Linked DNA regions of Mus musculus: region 1 is linked to region 2. Evidence: chromatin contacts called from public HiChIP or PLAC-seq data. All regions are on one chromosome and are shown on one strand. The core of a region is the stretch at or near the end of the contact, and the rest is flanking DNA. Distances in the headings are between cores, read along the strand shown.

Region 1 (6,913 bases), core at 1,243-3,742, 680 kb before region 2:
AGATGCATATATGGAGGCAGTCTAAATGAAATCGGCTAATAATGGTGGCGACAAAGCCCCACTTGGCCATCTCTTGTCACCAAATGAAGCTTTCAGTACTGAGGTTGGGTTACATCTAATTGGTTGTTGGCCAAAGGGGTCTCCATCAAATCTCTCCCCCCTCAGAGCTCAGGGAGCCCTGTGGAAGAAGAGGCTGGACAAGCACAAGAGCCAAAGGGGATAGAAGACACCAAGAAAGCAAGACCCTCGAAAGCAACATGATGGATATGCATATGAGTCACAGAGACTGAGGTAGCATGCACAGTGCCTGCATGAGCCTGCAGCAGATGGGAATCCTAGAGCAGAAAGGAGCAGTGGACTCATAACTCTCTTCCTAACCCTGATGTAATCGCCAATTAATAACCTTTTGCAAATATAAATTTAGTTTCCTCCAAAGGAGTCTCACTGAGGATACAGACTACTTTAAGGGTAGTGTGCATGACTCCAGTAGATATTGAACAGAAAATGAACTCAAGGGCATCTTTGGAGGTTCCCTATCTCATACTGTTATTGCAACTTTTCCTTTATTTTTAATTTAATTTTTAAATTTTAATTACACACACACACATTCTCTCTCTCCCTCCCCCCCTTTCTTGATTAGCCTATATGTCCTTTGTGTATTATATTATGGCTTCCAGTTTAGTGTTAGGTTTTGTGCCTCTTCTTGGGCTCTTTTCCTTCTGTTTGTTTTATCCTATTGTGATGAGTTAGTATTTGTTTTACCTTATATCCAATCCTATCCCACCCTATCCTCATTTAGAAGAGTGTCTGTTTTCTAATGAGAGACAGAAAGGGGGTGGATCAGAATGAGGGGGTAGGGAGGAAGGAACTTGGAGAAGAAGGAGGGGAAACATAATCAGGATATATTATGTAAGAGGAAAGTTTATTTTTCAATAAAAAGAAAACAAAGGTTTTCCTCATTGAGCAATTGCAGTATAATGGGCTGGCTGCAGTTGCAAAATTTCCCTGGAAAATGAATAGAGAAAAATGGAATGGAAGCAAAGTGGGTCCATTAAGTTTATACCAAATGAGACAGGTTCATAGAGGACAGCCTTGCTTCAAACATTTATTTGTATTTATATAATTATATATGAATTCAAGGCTAACTATGACCATCCTAAAGAATTGCATTCAGATGGTGTGGAGGTTTTTTTCTGCCATGGTATTTTCTTGAAGGGCTTTATACTATCCCAAATCAAGTGACCATTGTCATAGTAGGGTGGGGGAGAACAGATTACAAATGCATTTCTGAAAGTATTTATGTGTTCAGAAACGGAACCAATTGTTAGTAAGTCAAAACCACTCCACAAGACACAATTTAGTTCTAAGATGTCACACACACAGGCGAGAGAAATCAAGGCTCTTAAGGAAGTATGTGTAGGCAGCGGGGGTAGGGAGGTGGGGGGGTGGGGGTGGGAGAGTAACAGAGAAATATTTTTGAATTCTTTTGTTTTTCTTTCTTTGTTTCTTTTTCCTTTTTGGTTTTTTCAAGACAGGGTTTCTCTGTGTAGCCCTGGCTGTCCTGGAATTCATTTTGTAGACCAGCTTGGCCTTGAACTCAGAGATCTACTTGCCTCTGCCTCCCAAGCACTGGGGGTTAAAGGCGTATGCCACCAAATTCTCTTCCTCTTCATACTTAAAATAATGAGACATACTACTTTGTAATGCTGTAAAATATGGCTAATAACCCATCTTCAATGAGGAAGAATTTTCTTCTTTAGTCCTTGTATTCTGTGGCTCCGGCATTTTACTTTCACATGTCGCTCCTCTTGCAGAGATCAAGAGGTCCTGATGTAGAAAGTCATCCCTGAATGTTCCAGTGCTTGAGCAACCTTAAGATTCTTACATAAAAACAAATCTATTTCTGCCTTTCATAGATACAATTGGCACTTATCTTTAGAATGTATCATTATTCACTTTCAAATGTTATAACAGATACTAGGATTAGAGGCATTTGATGACCAATTTGTTTAGTTTCATTCAATGGCACAATGTATCAAGTGAATTTTTTATACTATATCCAAAGATGACTTGGGTCGTTTATGCTTTTAAAAAGCACTGTCCTTCTTGCATGCTTTTTTTTTTCTTCTGGAGTCAGAAAAAAAATATCTATTTTGTGACTCAGCAAAATCATTGACATTACTCTTTTTGTTGATAATATTGGGGATAAAATACTTCCTCATTAGACTCTTTAAAAAATAAACGAGAGAGAGAGAGAGAGAGAGAGAGAGAGAGAGAGAGAGAGAGAGAGAGAGAGAGAGAGAGAGAAAGGAAGGGAGGGAGGGATGAAGGGGGGGGAGGGGGAGGGGGAGGCAGAGGCGGAGGCGGAGAGAGGAGAAACAGCACTTGACATTTGCCCTAGTTTGCGTCTTTGTTGCTGTGATAAAAACACTGACCCAAACCATCATGGAGAAAAAGAAAATATTTGTTTGGCTTACAGGTTAACCAAGACAGGAACTCAAACAGCAACAGGAGCTGAATCAGAGGCCAGGGAGGAGTGCTGTCAATTGGCTTACTCCTAGGGCTTGCTCAGTGACCTTTCTTAAGTACCCTGTGTGTGTGTGTGTGTGTGTGTGTGTGTGTGTGTGTGTGTGTGGCTTAGACCCTCCCATGTAAATCATTAACCAAGAAAAATGCCCATAGACATGCCCATAGGCCAGTGTGACAGAAGCAACTCTTTGAGGTTTGCCTAGTTTGTGCAAGCTGTTACAGACTAAAAAGTACAGCATATTTTGGATAGGTTACTCATACCAATCTTTAAGCCTCTAAACATTATTTTTATTATGATTATAGCTGAAATTATCGATATGGTTTATATACTATAAATCAAGTCGAGCTGACAATGATTAACTGTCATAGGGAACAGAGGCTCTGCAAACCCTTGCTTCGGCTTATTCTGCTGATGTCTTGAGTGAAAGCTATGTAAAATCATGGGAAGTGCAGCAATGGCATCCCCTTCCTCCATACCAGATGACATAGTCATAAACACAGGGACACATGAACGCACAGTTTTAGCCTGTAGGAGCCACCCTGTTCATATGTTTAAGGAAGTCTGGAAGAAAGAAAAACAAAATAATATTTATGAAGTTTCTTCAAACTGGGCATTGTGCAAGATTCCTTTAATGCTTGTTTGTGCCCTAAAATAAATACCCTAGTTTATCTCCTTTCAAATGTACAATTTAATCTCCTTTCATAGGTGTGAGAAGCAGAGGATTGGAGAATTATGTCTCCCACTTAAGACTGCACAGGTAATGTTAGGGTGTGTTAGTTTTCCAACTTAACAGAGAGATTGGTTTGCTTTGACTTGTAGTTGTGAAGGTTATGGTTCCTGGCCTGTTGGTCCTGTCACTTTGGGACCTGTGTTGAGGTAACACATCACAGTGAGAGTATTTAACTACTCACCATTCCACCCTATAAAATGATGCCTTTAAGAATTTTGAAATTTTGCAATGCCATTATGAGGTCTTATGGTTAAACTGATGGAAAGGGAAAAGAGAAACAAGTCAACTTGTGAAGCTCAAGAGAGAAACAAGGCAAGAGGTTTTTTGAGTAAGAGATTTATTAGGGAGATTCTTGATGCTGTTGAAAGACAGCATAGTGGGGGGTATCCAAGGAAAGTTCAGTCCCTCAAGGCAATGCAGGGTTTCCTTCTTATGGGTTTTGGGGGGAGTTGTCTTGCACCACAAAGTTAATGAGAAGTCTATAATGCATGCTTCTGATTCCAGGGTGACCATGGGAAGAGAGAAAGCACTCATTGGTCCTGTTAGTTATCGAATATCTGTTGTACATCTATCATAAAGGATGTGTGGATTACAAAAGCTCTGAGAGCAGTGCTTAGCAGTGCTCACTTCCTTTGGAAGTGAGGCTTACAGACTCACAGGCAGTTGGGTGCCTGCAGCCTAGGGCAGTAGCTGTGTGAACAACAAAGAGAGACCCACTGCAGCGAGTGTTGAGAGAAGCCCCTAGCCTAAGCCTATCAGGTAGTAATTCCACAAAACCAAGTTTCTACCAAGCCTCACGTGGCCTGTTATTGCATCTTTTGCCTTTCTTTTGCTCCCTGTCCCAACTCACGTGTCATGTTTGACCCTGCTTAATTCCCACTGCCCAATCCTCTTTTCCTCACTGCCTTCCCTTCATGAATTGCTCTTATCAATCGCTTCTATGTAAGTAGTCATCTGTCTCCCACATCACTCAGGGAGCTCTTTGAGATGAGGGCTGGTCTGTCTCCTCTTTGTTAATGACTTCTCTGGAGTATGAAAACTGGCTGAGAAAAAAGGATCAGATAAGTCTATTAGCCATTTTTAAAAGTTTATGAAGAAAGGCAATGACAAGTGATAAACATTAGTGTTGTTCACGGAGAAGGGCTGCAAACGAGGTAGAAGATGAAAAGATAGACTAATGAAGAGAAAGCGGAGCGCTCTCTAACAGGCCCAAGCAGGGCCAACATGGTGCCGACAGGTTTTGCTCTTTCCCATTCTCTCTCCCTTGCTAAAAACTGTTAGGTGAAAGCAAGCTCCCAAGGTCCATTCCCTTATTTGGCCACTGACTCATTCCTGTCTACACTGGCTAACCTGTCCAATCAGGATTTACCAGCACATCCTAGCACAGACTACCCTGTTTTCTCCTTAAAATTCCATGCCTTCAAAAAAACCACTGCTGCTGCTCATGATGACGATGATGATTGTGATAGAGGCAGATGGATATAACTAGAAAATATCATCCTGAGTGAGGGAATCCAGACCCGAAAGGACATTCATAGTATATACTCACTGATAAGTGGATATTAGCCAAAAAGTACATAATACCCATCATACATCTATTTTGAATGTATTCTCATCTTATTAATCAAAACAGAATTAACACTTGGATTCAACTTGTGAATGCACGTCACATTTACATTAGTGAAAAAAATAGTAAATATCAGAAACTTTCAAAAGTTAAAAAAATCTGAATAATAGTGGAAAAATCAAGGACCACCGAAACTGAAAATAGTAAGTAAGACTTGTTAGCATTGCTTGTGGTTTTCTTTGCTTGATTGGAAGGACTGGGAGCCAACCCACAGTTTTAGTCTTTCATTGAGCAATACATCTCAACTCATAAAATGGAAATAGCTGAAGTGAGGAGAAATTACTGCAGGCAAGAAGTCCAGAAGTCTGCTCATTTTCTCCTATCTGCCCCCAAAAGACAGACGACAGCTCTGAACTAGCACAGACGTGTCCTTAAGTTAGAACTGGGTATTTGGATTTTTAAACGAATGTCATGGCTGGGGGTGAAGATCAGTGGTAGACACCTTAACTTGAATATGCAAGCCTGAGTTCCAATCCCTAGCACAGGAAGGAGGAGGAGGAAGAAGAGGAGGAGGAGGAGGAGGAGGAGGAGGAAGAGACCAATTAGAAAATATTATTGGCAAAAAACCTGTTCATTCAGAATGCAGACATTTTTTTTTATACTGTGAATCATTGCTTGATGATTCAGAATTTTCTAAAAAAAATTTTCAAAGTAATTCTGGGGAGGCTAATTCTTGTGACACATAAAACAAGTTCTTTTTTTTTTTTTCTAATTTATGTGTAAATATATGTCCTAAATTGAGGCTACTATCTGACATTTCAGGCAAGATCCTTAGTTTGTAAGAAAAACCGGAAATGACTGGAAATTTTCAAGTAACAATGCCAGTCTTAAAAACAAAATCAGGAAGGCTCACAAGATGACTTTGCAGGTACAAGCACTTATAAACTTAGTGACTTAAGTTCAGTCCCCAAATCCCACTGTTGAAAAGCAAATCAGTCCCAGAAAGGTGTCCTTGGTTCTCCACATAAACACTGTGTATACCCACATATACCATAATCACACTCATCTGCATATATACATGCCCATTTGAATAATAAGTGAATAGATAAATAAAATCAGGCTAGGAGAATTGTAAAATCAGAAATAGAGGAAATTCCAGGAAGCCTGGACAGGTCACAGAACAAGAACACAGGAATCAGCATGTTGCAGATCCCACAAATGCAAAGGACCCCAAACCACCCCTCTCATCTCAACCTTTAACTGTCAAGGGAGAATGCCCAGTTGACTGAGTTTTGGGCAGATGCCCAGTTCACTTAGTTTACCTGTTGGCTCTTCTGGGATAGAAATATCTATGATGCTGACTTAATTTCTGCTTATTTACCCATGTCACATTTCTCAGAATCTATGCTGTCTTTGTTGGCATTCTGTCACTAAGAACAGGAGGGAAGGAAGTGGGGGCGCAGGGGGAGGGAGACGATGGGGACACGGCACACAAGAAACAACTCGAGGAGCGATTTCATCTTATACATCGAGCATCATCAAAGGAAGCCAAGACAGGAATTCAAGGCAGGAGCTTGAAGTAGAAGTAGGAACCATGGATGGACGCTGCTGCTTCACCGGTTTGTTTAGTTACCCTTCTTATATAAGCCAGGCTCACCTACGGTAGGCATGGACCACCCACAGTGCGATGAGCCCTCCCACATCAATCAGCAATCAAGAAAATGCCTCACAGACCCGCTCACAGGCCAATCAGATGCAGACAATTCCTCAACTGAGGTTCCCTCTTTCCAGGTGCCTCTAGTTTGGGTCAAGTTGACAAAGACTTGAGACATCTACCAAAACCTCCTAAACAAAATCAATATTCCATAAAGATGAAATGCAAAGTCCAGTGCTGAAAGAGCAAGGAGCACAGCTGGACATGGTGGTACACATAGTTAATCCCAGCGCTTGAAAGATGGAGGCAAGAGGGATTTAAATTCTAAGCCAGCCTGTACCAGACAACCTAACCAAAAAAGAAAAAAGTTTTTTCCTTATAACTCAATGCATTGCAGATGTGTACCTTTTCCTCCTAAAATATTGCCCATTA
Region 2 (6,762 bases), core at 3,048-5,547:
GCCAGTGCAGAAGCAGGCCAGCCATGCTCTGCTGTGTAGGTTGAGTCCTCTTAGCTCCAGGAAGCATCATCCACCTGCCTGCACATCAAGTGAAGTGCAGAGTGTGGTGGCCTTGGCTAAGTCCTGGTCCCTGTCTATAGCAAATGGTCCCTTTTCCTTAAAGATCCCACACTAATTATCTCTTTCCTCTGCATTCGAACCTTACACGCTCACCTTCTCTCTCTTGCTACAGTATTTCACAGCTGACCCCCTCACCCACCCCCACCCTGGAGATCTTTGCCTTTCTTTTTATGTTTACACTACCCATGATGCTTATTGGGGGAAGGTGTGACCAGAAAATCTTTTGAGTCCCCCCCACCCCTCAGTAACAATAGACCATCCATGGAACTCTCCTGGTTCACATATCTGATCACTCGGGCTCTGGGACAAATTAAAACTGAGGCAGAAGCCCTGCAAATGACATCCTGGGTGAATGTGTTTGGGGTAAGGGATCCAAGCTCTGAGAGGCGGCTGTTGGCAGAGATGAAGCACAGCTCCCTTCTACAGGACAGCCAAGGCCACACAGAGAAACCCTGTATGAAACAAAACATGGGGACTTCCCTGGAGACCAGCTAGGGACCAGGGGAACAGGAGTACACTCTCCAGGCTTGACGTCACAGGGGCTGACAAAGTCAGGCTTGCAGAATGCATCCACCCTGGTCCTGTTTCTGTGAGTAACTCTGTATTGAAGCAGAGCTGCTTACCCCCTTCACATACTATCTGTAGCTGCTTCTGCCTGGCAAAAGCCTGTGCTGTGTAGGTATGACAGACACTGCATGGCCAGACAAACCAACTATCTCCACACTCAGGCTCCTTACAGAGCTGTCCACAGACCTCTTGCTTAATTAAGGGTACCGAAACATCCTCAGTACATTCATACATTCACGCCACCAGGACCAGGCCTCTAGCCACCTGCTTTTCCTTCAGTCCCCACCATCACTTCTGGTCCACATGGCGCCTGTCCTCAGCCTGCCCCATCTTGTCAGGAAAGCTCTGTCAAGAGCTCAGGTACGTGGATAGAGAGACTATTCTGCTAGCTTGCTCCTCATACAAGCCTCAGCAGGAATGGCTATGCCCCACCCAGGAGGGGAGCAGGGCAGGGTGGGGAACTACTACCTGGTAAGGTCCTGCTTCAGAACTTTTGGCAGAGATGCACAAGCACATAAATCAACTGGTAGAAAGCAGAGGCTCCCAGGAAGAAGTTTCTGACCATAGAGACCAAGCCTGGGGGCAACAGCTCAGTATGCTGCTTAGGGAATTCTTTCCAAGGATGATCAAATAGTGCCCCTCATAGCCCTTCCTGGAGCTGGGAGGACTCCACCTACACAGCAGCACATGGCAGGCCCACCTCTGCACTGACAGCCCCAGTGGTCTTGATGTCATGAAATTCTTAGTCCTGTCTGTTTCTGTATTTAGGAAGGAAGAAAGAAGCAAAGACAGGCAGATTCACTTCTAAGGACAGAGAGTGACAGAGGTAGGCCCTAGCAGCTGCAGGACTCTAAAGCTGAATTTGGTACCCTGCTGCTATGACATTCCTCAGCTAGCTGTTAATAGAATTTTTCCCCATACTATCCATGTATGGCTTAGTTACTTTGTATCTATTTGTATCTATCAAACGCTTTAAGCCTTATTTTGTCTGTGATTTATTGTATTTGTCTTCTGTTTGGCAGTGGACATCGCACAGAGTGATGTTCTACAGTGACAGAGAGCCTCTATCCTGAACCTTCCCCTATGGCAGCTTCCTGTGAGCCCTGAGTACTGAAAATGTGGTTAGGGAAAGTCCATAACTGAGCTGCTATTTTCATTCACTGTAGTGTGTTAGAACTTAAATAGCTACAATATAGGTGAGACCTTATCACAGTGAACAACACAGGATATGCCAGTCACAATGAATAATGTTTTGCTGTTGCTGTTTATTTTTAAGAAATGGAGCCGTGAAGTGGTATTTATTTATTTATTTATTTAGACCCAAAGTTGATATCAGGTATCTTTGTCAATTACTCTATGCTATATTTACTGAGATTGTTCAATTGAATCCAGAGCTCACAGATTGGCTGGTGGATCCATACTCTAGTTCTTATACTTTATATGACCAGTGCCTTATCTACTGAGCTATTCCCTAGTGCCATATATGTATGTATGTGTATATGTATATATATGTATTTGTGTATATATATATATACACATATATATACATACATACATACACACATATAGTATATATGTATATATGTATATATATACATATATATAAAATATACTACACACATACACATACATACACCCACACACACACACACACACACACACACACACACACACAGAGTTTTTCTACATTGCCCAGGCTGGTCTTGAACCTAGATCCTTCTGCCTCAGTCTCCCAAGTACCAGGATTACAGATATAAGCTGCCATGTCTAGCTACAGTGAGTAGCCTGACTAAGGGGAAGCAATGGTCGCGGATAGGTAGTAGCTGCTGAAACACAATCAGATTTTGATTGACATGGAAAGCTACTGAAAAGTCAAGGAGAAGACGGGCAGCCCAAGAAGACAAGCCTCTGGTCACAGACCTTTCTAAGGTTGTATTCCCAGATGAATGACTGAACCTCACAGGGTTTCTTAACTCAGAGTGAAAGAAGAGCATAGGGGACAACCAGGGATCCAGAAGCAGGCTCAGAAGGTCAGGCCTGGACCTCTGGCCAGGGGCTCCGCTTCCTTCCTTTGATGCCCTGGCACCCTGCTGAGCCATACAGTCCCATAATTGAGAAGATGAAGACAGGCCTGGAAAGGAATCTACTCCTAGAGACTGCCTTATGGACCAGAGTTTTCCTGCATTGTATTTGATGTCTATACTGGAAGCCATATGACCCAGGAGCTGGAAAGAACTTTCTGGCAATTTTCCCAACTGTTTCTTTGTCAGGCAGCAGCATACCTGCCTCAGCTCCCGAGTTTTGGCTCTTACCCCTGGAGGCTGGGCCTGCAGGACCTCTGCTGCCTCCTCCTCACTCAGACTCAGCTGCAGCCATATGGGATGGGTATGCAGGAGCCGGTCCAGAATGCTGAGCCTGTTGGAGAGGCTGTCATAGCCAGAGTCTCGGGGACATGTCTTCCCATCCTTGTCTTCAGAGTAGCCACCATCCTTGTGTCTCACCATGCTAGAATAAAGAAAAGAACAGGGCTCAATGACTGATGCTGTTCCCTGAAACTTACTGGACAGATCTGTCACAGCATATGTATACAATGGGGTCACCGCCCTCCAGTCAAAAAGTATGGAGGACAGATTCATTTCTTATTTTACTCTCCCGTATTTTCAAAAGGTCCTAAGTACCATAAACTGTTTGGCTTAGGCTTGTTTGTCTTTGGGCTAAAGTATTTGCTACTTGGAGGACAGAACTTCAAACTGCTAAATTTCAGGCTTTCTGATGCCTGAAGTCTCAATGCTTAAAAGCACTTGTCACAAACACAAGTTCTGTTGAGCTGTATTACAGTCAAAACACACTTAAGGATATTTGTTCTGTATCTAAATTACTGGTTTTCATTTCTTCTTACAAACCTAAATATTCTTTATCCCCAACATTATGGATAATAAAATATCATAATTCAGTGGTGCTGTATGCGATGTTCGTAAAATTATATGACATTATTCATAAAAGCCAACAAATATGTGCCCTAAAAGCTTTTTATAGTTGGGTGTGGTGAAGTGGCACATGCCTTTAATCTCAGCAGTCAGGCAGTGGAGCTAAGGCAGATCTCTGTGAATTCAAGGTCAGATGGGGGAACATAGTGAGAACTTGCCTCAACAGCAACAAACAAACAACCCGAACCCCACAAATAAACAATTAAAAAAAACATTAAAAAAAAAACAGAGATGCAACCCAAAATGTGACTACTGATAAGAGGCTAAGCTAGATTACTCAGCTACAAAGTGGAAGGCTACCACACAATGCCCCTGGAGAACAGCATGCTAAGTGAGAAGAGCCAGGTGTGTGAGTCTGTCACCTGCTGTGGTGGTGGGGCAACGGGGCACTGAGCTAAGGTCACAGTATTATCTGACTCAATTGTACAAGTTCAGAATGGGAAAAGTCTTAGGGAGAGAAAGTAGGTTAGTGGTTGGCTAAGATTAAAGAAGAGAGAGATGAGAATCAACTACAAACAGGTACCAGGTGTCTTTGGGAGTTGTAGGGAATGTGGTACGTGGTAACAACAAGGACTACACAATGTCATGAATCCACTAAAAACTCCGGAATGACTCATGTCCTACAAATGGAGAGGTTTTGTGGTCTGTGAATCATATCGACAAATAAGCCTCCTTCACTGCCAACACTTAACTGTAGGTGAGGAGTGAGCAAACTGAAGCCTGAGGATGTATGGAGCTGCTGGACTCTGCCAGCGTGCAATCAATCATTTACTTCTTGAAGTACCACACTATGTACTATGATGCTGGTTTTAAAGAGGGTGATGGTCTAGGCACACACACGTATGACCGGTGTAAGTCTAGCACTTAGAAATGGAGGAAGAAGGACCAAGAAATCCAAGGCAGCCAAGTGTGTAGCACAGGCCTTTAACCCCAGAAGTTTGGCTGGTTTTGAGTTGGAGGCCAGATTGATTTACATAGTGAGTTCCAGGCCAGCCAAGGCTACAGGTGAGATACTGTTTCAAAAACACAACAGAACACAGCACAAAAAAAGGATCAGAGGCCAGATCTTGATCAAGAGCATGTACGTGCTAGGGAGAAGAGTCCTGAAATTCTAGTCCAAGGTGGCTTAGCTCTGGGGACTCTCTCCTTCTCCTAACACTGATATCGTTCCTGACTTGGAATGAACAAGTCCCTAGCACAGTCCTGGAACAGGCAGCAGGAACGCATGCTCAGTGTGGGATATATTCAGTCATCAAACACACACCCAGGGTGTGCACTAGATAAAGCCTCAAGATTGGGGAGGATGGAAGAGTGGAGGGTTGCAGAAAGGAGACATGAGATTGTCTATGTGGGTGATGTCAGGCCTCAGAAACAGCCAAGCCGTGCTGACATCATGGAGACAGAACCAGAGCCCTGGGAAGACCATCCCACCCCTGGCCCCAGTGTCTTGGTTTTATACCAATCTAAACAGCCCCATATTTCATTTTTCTTCTAGATGCATAGCTAAAGCACCATCTATGCACGAGGCTGAGGTAGAGAGATCAGTTGAACCCAGGAGATCAAGCCAGTGAGATTACAGCTGTCCTTTATGCAAAAGCCACTGAAGTCCCTCTGGGTGTTCTAAAGTGACGATTCATAAGAGGTAAAAGAACAAACTCTTCCAAGGAAAGCTGATGCTAAAATCCCTTTTGCACAGGTGAGTTACCTGACGACCACTGCCTCTCTACCCTGGCCATTTACAGGGATCATCAGAGAAACTTAAGAGTCAATAGTGACACTGCTCCCCAGGTCAAGTCAATGACACTTTGAGGCAGGATGTGGGTATGAGAATGCAGGGGAATCCAACTGGACCCACATTTAAAGGCTTTACACCTTGCCAAATTTTTGAGTGTGGGGATCCTCTGGGGACTGGTGCAGCCACAGGCTCCTGGTTTTGACCCCCACAATTCTGATTCTGTAGGTCCTGGTGGACCAGAGCCGCTGCAGTTCTCCCAGACTCTGGGGAACATGCATCTTGTACATCTGAGGACTCCGATGTATGTGTCACTTGGCTGCAGAGCTAAGTAGGAAACGTGCACTTTGGGTTCTGATCAGTTAGCTGTTTGTTTTTGTTAGGGGGCTGGAGGAGGGGATGGTAACATGCCACTAAAGAGATGCTTGAAGTTCAAAATCATTATTTCAGAGTCAGGGAGATATGGGAATACAGCACTTGCCTAGTATGTTCAAAGCCCTCAGTAGGTTCCTCAGCACTTCAAACCAAACCAAACCAAACCAAACCAAACCAAACCAAACCAAACCAAACCAAACCAACTCAAAAACCATAGCCCAACATTTCCAGTCAACACTAATTTACCATATTTTAACAAGTCCAAATCTGACAGTGTCTAACACAATGACGTTCCTCTCCCATGTGTCAGGCAAGAAGGTGTTTTGTTTCTCCCCAGACAGTCACATCCCACGAACCTTCCTCCCCAGCTTGAGGTTTTTCTGTTTTGTTTTTTTAATGCTCTTTGCTCTGATGATTGACCTCAGCCTAAGCAGTCAGGGCCCAGACAGGAAGAGGGTGAGTAAGATTCATGGAGCCTCATAAAGAAGAAACCATAAATTAGACCTGGCAATTAGTCTTTGGTATTGACTTGATCTAACCGGCCACGTGAGGTTTATAGCGTATTATTACAGGACAAAGTGGCTTTTATCAGGGATAATCTTCAGAAAAGAGCTGATGGGTGAAATACGGACTGTCAGGTGCATGCTCCCAACCCCTCCTGAGTTCTCTCTCCAGGACAGGAGCCCACACCCTGGTTGTTAGGGGCACTGGCTACCAACAGCGGAGAGCCTCCTCATTCTCCTGGAAATGCCTGTGAAGCTGTATCTAACCCAGTGGTTCTCAACCTTCCTAAAGCTACGACCTTTTAATATAGTTCCTCGTGTGGTGATCCCCAAGCATAAAATTATTTCATTCCTACTTCATAAACGTAGTTTTGCTACTGTTATGAATTATAATGTATTATCTGATATGCAGAATATCTGATATGTAACCCCCAAGGGGGTGGTGACCTACAGGTTGAGATTGCTGTGCCATCTCCCT

What was found. HiChIP or PLAC-seq counts read pairs in DNA pulled down with a chosen protein or histone mark.
Region 1: a contact with region 2 is called in an HNF4G HiChIP or PLAC-seq map of pancreatic cancer cells. The contact joins two enhancer-like sites.

Annotation. Positions count from the first base shown.
Region 1 is chr2:146,520,915-146,527,827 of GRCm38.p6, reverse strand. No RefSeq gene overlaps it. Among named protein-coding and RNA genes, the nearest start is that of Ralgapa2, 12 kb to the right of the region's middle. Within about 2 kb of position 2,492, at least 21 of the 459 cell types and tissues checked have an H3K27ac peak or open chromatin away from gene starts, as enhancers often do. A contact at or near this core is called in pancreatic cancer cells, where this site is marked.
Region 2 is chr2:145,841,141-145,847,902 of GRCm38.p6, reverse strand. It overlaps Rin2 (Ras and Rab interactor 2), which reads right to left. Exons shown (of 13, transcript NM_028724.4): 5 at 3,000-3,192. Among named protein-coding and RNA genes, the nearest start is that of Gm39954, 50 kb to the left of the region's middle. Within about 2 kb of position 4,297, at least 55 of the 459 cell types and tissues checked have an H3K27ac peak or open chromatin away from gene starts, as enhancers often do. A contact at or near this core is called in pancreatic cancer cells, where this site is marked.